2 separate regions of the Xenopus laevis genome follow, and region 1 is linked to region 2. The links are chromatin contacts, called in public Hi-C maps. All regions are on one chromosome and are shown on one strand. The core of a region is the stretch at or near the end of the contact, and the rest is flanking DNA. Distances in the headings are between cores, read along the strand shown. Region 1 holds the start of hmgcr.L (3-hydroxy-3-methylglutaryl-CoA reductase L homeolog). Region 2 has its middle 4.6 kb from the start of fam169a.L.

The links. Hi-C and Micro-C count contacts between places; a contact is called where the count stands out from the background.
Region 1: a contact with region 2 is called in a Hi-C map of the XTC cell line, with 3 times the contacts expected there. The contact joins the promoter of hmgcr.L here to the enhancer-like site in region 2. A contact is called at or near these places in 2 of 4 Hi-C or Micro-C datasets (the XTC cell line and animal cap).

The regions. Positions count from the first base shown.
Region 1 is chr1L:200,557,606-200,561,119 of Xenopus_laevis_v10.1, forward strand. hmgcr.L (3-hydroxy-3-methylglutaryl-CoA reductase L homeolog) reads left to right here and starts at 1,804. Exons shown (of 22, transcript NM_001087811.1): 1 at 1,804-1,900.
Region 2 is chr1L:200,459,553-200,462,750 of Xenopus_laevis_v10.1, forward strand. No RefSeq gene overlaps it. Among protein-coding and RNA genes, the nearest start is that of fam169a.L, 4.6 kb to the left of the region's middle. Within about 2 kb of position 1,274, at least 1 of the 7 cell types and tissues checked has an H3K27ac peak or open chromatin away from gene starts, as enhancers often do.

The DNA of each region.
Region 1 (3,514 bases), core at 554-3,053, 99 kb after region 2:
AGGGAGGAAAATCGCATGACTTTTTGTCACAAAACAAGGAAGTAAAAACTATTTTCCCCTTACCACCCCTCAATGTGCATATGCAAATTAGGATTCAGATTCGGTATTCGGCCGAATCTACGCAAAGGTTTTGGGGTTTGGCCAAATCCAAAATAGTGGATTTGGTGCATCCCTGAAAAAATAAATAAATAGTGTGGCAAAGATGAGAATGTGTGACTGGGGGAGTGGGCACCCTTAGTACCTCCTGGGACCCAAGGAATCTACTAATAACGGGTGACATTAGGGAAAAAACGTATCCAATGTTCAGGGCCGGAACTAAGGGTAGGCAAAGTAGGCACGTGCCTAGGGCGCAAAGCTGGTGGGGCGCCAGGCATGTACCTGCTCTGTCGCCTACCCGGTGTCCGGTCCCGTCTCTCCCAGACTGCCGCTTGTAGCTTTCATGTAAATGCGGGAGCGCAGCTTTGAGAATGCGAGCTGGAGCGCAGTTTCGCACATGCACAGTTTCACATGCGCTGAGCCGGCGCCGTGGCCCGCCAGGTTGCCTAGGGCGCCTGGCCGGGTTGGCCCGGCTCTGCCAATGTTACTGCTATTCTGTGTCAGACGTACAGAGACACTGGGACTAGGGTTTCCACCTGGCCAGTATTTTACCGGCCTGACCGGTAAAAATGATACTTGAATGCATCCAACCAAATATCCGCTGGCAGCGCAGGTAGACATATCCACAGGGGGCGCCTCCCGTGGATATGTCTACCTGCGCTGCCAGCGGATATTTGGTTGGATGCATTGTTGCACTCGGTTGAGAGTTACCGAGATCCCGCGATAGCTGCAGTGGACGAGGGAGAAAGGAAGGAGTGGGGAGAGCTCCGCCATCGACTCCTCTTTTATTATCGGTGTTAGACGCTTAAAATGATACTTGACCCCAATATTAATTAATAGGGAAAAAATATAAATATATAGTAAGGCCGGTACTTTTTTCCAAAAAAGGTGGCAGTTATCCAGAAAGCTCTGAAATACAGCAATGCTAATTTAGAGAAAAAAAACTTTCTTATTTTTGATTGATTTGCTTTTTTTTTTGTATCTGTATTAATAAGAAAGATGAGTATCTTAGTATTTAAATGCTTCTCATGTACAGTATTGGCCAGATTATTTCATATGTTTGAAAACAGAACAGAAAGTTCAGACCGGAACAGGCCTTACAAGAATCGAACTGTTTGGGGGGAAAAAAAAACACTAATTAAAGATACAAAACCCTATGAGAAATGTTTAATTGATGCATAGTGGAAAGTTGGTTAGAATTATATTTTCTGTCACTTGTGCCACATAAAATATCAGTTTTTGGCTGGAGTTCCCCTTTAAATGGAATGTAAAAACATTGTATGGGAAAAAAAAAACTTTCCACCGTTTAATATGAAAGGGAACAGGGCAGTATCACTGAACAATGTCCGTCCCACCAGCTGCCACTTTCCCATGAAGTCCCGGCCTATGAGCTGAGCTCGGGGATCGGGCCATAGTCTCCATCATCTCTCTCACCTCTCCCTCCGCATCCCCTAGTTACCCATCCGCTGCACTCATTGGCTCCCTAGTTACCCATCCGCTGTACTCATTGGCTCTCAGTCAGTGAGGAGAGATCGTGCGTTCTCCTACAAGCCTTTACCTTGCGTTGCTACGGCAACTGGAATGACGAGACACTTGCTGTGAACGCTCATTGGCTGTTAGATCAGACCACAGGCAGCTACGGCCCCTCCCCTAATGCGTCTGTCATTTGGCTTCACAGCTGACGCCTCTTCCCACTTGCTCAGCGGCGGCGGGAAGTAGAACATCGTTGTGTGTCATCTCTGTATCCTTGTGGCATTGCCGCCACCGCCGCCGCCGGGTCAGTCAACAGCCAACACCGGCCAAAGTGAGTTTTACATAGACGTTTTTAATTCCACCTTAAACAGGTGTCTTTTTAATCAGGCATTGTGCGGGGCAGCCTTGGGTCCTTTTAATGACACCGTCTTCCTGTCCCCAAGTGATGAGGTCACTATTTGGGCATAACACTGTGTGATGGGCACCAGAAGGTTATGACTCTTCCCCAGTGAATTACTTTTATAGAGTGCGCGTTACTTTCCTGTTCTCTGCTCGGGTGTTACTTACAGGGCGGATGATCCTTTTCCCAGAACGAAATACTCGGGGTGGTCTGTTATATGAACATGTTCTTACAAGTATATAAATGTAAGCTTTTTCGCTTTTATTATTGATATAATAATGGGGTTTGGAGGGGGGAAGGACTAAAGACATTGTATTGTATTATTATTGGCTGCCCATGGGATCCTGAGAGGAATATATATATATATCATACCTCCCAACATTTTGGAAGTAAAAAGAGGGACAAAAAATTTTTTCCCGCAAGTAGCGCAGCAATTTTTTTGACCACACCCCTTTCTGTGGCCACACCCCCTAATTACCATGTTTGTTTTACAAAATTTGGCAGGTTATGAAAGTTTGAAAATATTTCTCCTTATCTAAACTGTGTTTTTGTGTCTCAAAATTGTTACAAAGTATCTTATTTGCACCTGTTAGCTGTTCTGGGCTCTCTGCTAAAAGCCAATTAAGTGAGAAACTTTGTTTCTTTTTCTGGCTGTTCAGTGCAGAGAAAAGAGGGACTTTCCCATACAAATGAGGGACTGCGGGTTGAGCTGTCAAAAGAGGGACTGTCCCGCCAAAAAAGGGACAGTTGGGAGGTGTAAAAATGAGCCCCAGTGAAAGGGAGACTTATAAGAATGATATATAAGAACAGTATAAAGGAAAGGGAGGCGGTGTTAAAATTAAAGTGAAACCTTCCAATGTTGCAGTTCCAGGCACCCATTTCAACCAATAAATGGACAAGCCCCTGAATGCCCTATAACAAGGCATAGATCTATCTAAATACAAATTATATATATATATATATATATATATATATATATATATATATATATATATATATATATATATATATATATATATATATATAATTTGTGTTTATAAATGAGCCCCACTGACTACAGACAGCTCAGTAATATCCCTTCTGTGGGTATTGATCCAGAGGGTATCTGATCTGATTCATCCAACAATTATCATTTTTTGTCCTGCAACTCCTACATAGTATACAAGAGCAGTTTTACATTGTACACATGCCATTATACCCTTGTATCTTATGCAGTCACTACTTGTGTTTTTTTTTAGGACAATGTTACAGACTTTCAGTGAAGTGGAAATAAAAATTTTTTAAAAAAAAACAGTTTAGTCTGATGAGATGTTACTTTATATAGATAATAAATGTAAAAATTATAGGTCTACACCAGTGCTAACCAACCATTCCCCTATAATGGGCTGATATAATAAAATACCAGACAGCTGGGAGTTGGAGTCTAAAAAAACTGTTATACAGAAAAGTCCTTAGCAGGGTTGGGGGCATACAGATTCTTTTGGAGGGTTGCATTTGGCCTACAGTTGGCTCCACTTCTAAATGTACCATATATATATTTGGTAT
Region 2 (3,198 bases), core at 24-2,523:
ACAAAACATATATAAAAACACAAAATAGTATAATATATTGTTTACACAGTGTTAGCTATAATTGATATATGCACTGGGGATGCCCAACCTGCAGCTGCTGCAACTTTCAGCATTTGTCTGCCTATGAGTAAGGTTGCCACGAGCCCAGCATTTTACTTGTACAGCTGTCAAAGTCATCAATAGGGAAGAATCATAACAGATATGTATTTTCAATAAATGTTGGGGAGGTACTATCTAGGAGATGCTGGGAGTGGTACGTCAATAGATGGTGTGCTGCCAGTCAGACATCTAGATTAATATAATTTCTCAATCACACAAGGTACTTAGAGGTCTAGTTATATACAATAATAGTGTTACCTCCAGAGTACCTTCCTGCAGTAATCACTGACACTGCACTTTGACACACACATGCATAATGGTTCTGGCAATCCACCTCAGCTCCTGCTTAAAGGAAAACTATACCCCCAAAATGAATACTTGAACAACAGATAGTTTATATCAAGTTAAGTGGCATTTTAAAGAATCTTATCAAAATTAATATATTTAAGTAAATATCGCCCTTTTACATTGCTTGCCTTGAACCACCATTTTGTGATGGTCTGTGTGCTGCCTCAGAGATCACCTGACCAGAAATACTACAACTCTAACTGTAACAGGAAGAAGTGTGGAAGCAAAAGACACAACTCTGTCTGTTAATTGGCTCATGTGACCTAACATGTATGGGTTGTTTGGTTTGTGTGTGTGCACCGTGAATCATACAATCCCAGGAGGCGGCCCTTATTTTTTAAAATGGCAATTTTTCATTTATGATTACCCAATGGCACATACTACTAGAAAAGTATATTATTATGGAAATGGTTTATTTACATGAAGCAGGGTTTTACATATGAGCTGTTTTATGTGATATCTTTTTATAGAGACCTACATTGTTTGAAGGGTACAGTTTTCTTTTAATCTCAGATCTTGTTTAAAATAAGTACATGCAAGCATTCTTTATGGATGGGAAAAAAACTGCTAGAGAGCCCCGTACTATGGCCTGCCATGAGTAAGCAGTAAGTAAAGGGCTATTGATTTGCCTTGCTTACATATGTGCTCCAAAGGAGACAGGGTGTCCATATGCAATTCCTTGCATATTACCCCATACTATAAGTGCAGAATGTGCTGGACAAAGCAGTTTGCAATTTCTCACTTTTTTGATTCCTGTCTTGGTACAGCTGCCTCAGTCTGCAGCCAGGGCAGCCATCAGTGGGGTACAGGTGGTAGAACTATATAGGGCCCCATTATTTGTGGAGCTCCCAGTTAGGCACAGCTTAGAACGCTGCCTGTTAGTTTGAATGCTGATGTGCTGTGCCAAGTGTACTTGTCATTCTCAAGTACAAACAACAATCATGTTTGAGGGGACCAGACGTCATGTTGGACAACACCCCACTCCCCGACAATTCTTCTTTAGTTCATGTTATTTCTAGGGTTTCCTAAAAAAATCTATTGCATATGGCAAGTACTGACATGACCCAGTGGAACACATTCAGTATAGGCCTGCCCCCAGGGAATTGCAGTAACAATATTCTGAAGCTGAGCTTTGTCCATCACGGCAAGAAGAACCTGCTAAGCAGGATATACTGTATATGTGCAAAGAGAGTAAATAAAGGGAACTCCTGTAAGCACAAATGTACTGTGCTGTAAGTAGATAGCGCAGGGCCGACAGACCACCCCCTGATGACGAACCTACTGTAGGAATGTTGATCAGCACCAGCAAGATAAAATGTTGAGAAGCATTACAGTGTAGGAAACAGAGGGGGTGATCATGATTGGTCTTTATGAGAATATTTGTCCTGATCACAACACCCTTCCTCATTAACATCCCCTTACATTGCAGGTCCCATGAACCATTATTCCACATATGAAAGCACAAAATAAAGGGTTAGCGCCTAGTCTCGGCCTAAATTTCTGAAAAAAAGTCCAGCTGCTGATTGCAGGGTCTGTGTACCACCAATATCCATATCAATTCAGAAAAAAATCACCAGACAGCTTAAAGGCAGTAATTTAAACTGCAAATGTGGATTTATTGCAGAAGTGACAGCACGCTATGTGTTTAGGGCTGGGCCCTTTATCAAGTGTGAGTAGACAAGGGTATTCTGGGAAATTTATACCATTGTAACCACAAATAATCCTCCAGGGTGGTGGCACAAAGGGAGATTTAGTCCCCTGCGATAAATCTTTGCTTCTGCGGGCGATTAATATCCCCAAACTTACTTCCCGTCGGTGATTCATATTCATGGCATAAGCGTCACTTCAGTTTTCAGAAGTTGCCGCATAAGGAAACTTTGGGCGACTTTGGAAAACCGAAGCCACACGTATGCCATCCCACCAGCTATTCACATTATTGCTGGTGGGAAGGCACTTCGCCCGCAGTAGCAAAGATTTATCCCAGGCGACTAAATCTCCCTGTGTGCCACCACCCTAAAGTAACATTGTGTCCATTCTCATTATCCAAAATATCAAGTCCTTTGAGATAAGTAGTTCAATCAATCCAATGTTCCAAAACATCCAGAGTACAAGACATCCAGAGTACAAAAGCATAGTCTGTGTTCATTTATGTACGTTGGTTTGTGTAATGTTTCGCAAATCTTTCCTAACCAAAAGAACACCAGATCCACCCTCTTTCTTTCTCCTCACCACTTCTTGGTCAGACTGGTCGGAAAATGACCAGCAGGTTCATGTTAACAGTACCTGTATCCTTTAAAATCTTGGAATTAAAAATTCGATTTATAATAGTTAGAATAGCACCCTCATCAATTTTACATTCACTTATTTTCAAGGTTTACTTCTCCTTTAAAATGAGAATAGGTGTCCTCCCAGCAGAGTGCCAGACGTGATAAAAGGGGTCATTTACTAGTGCAATTGCGGCTGTAGTGGTGCAACATTTGCTGCCGTCATTGCACATTTCCACACCATTTAGAGCTTTAGTAAATATATCACTATATGACCTTTGCGCAATGGACTATAGTGGGAGCCTATCATTGGTAATACTGGTAGTAACGATTTAGGCACACCTGGCCTCTCAATAAACCACGTACGGTGCCTAGGGTATAGGAGAACAGCCCCTCCATCCTTCAATGAATACAAGTAACTCCAGCACACGTAACTGCTCAAGGGATTCCTCCTGTGTTTAATGTCAGGCCAACAAATACAACGTTT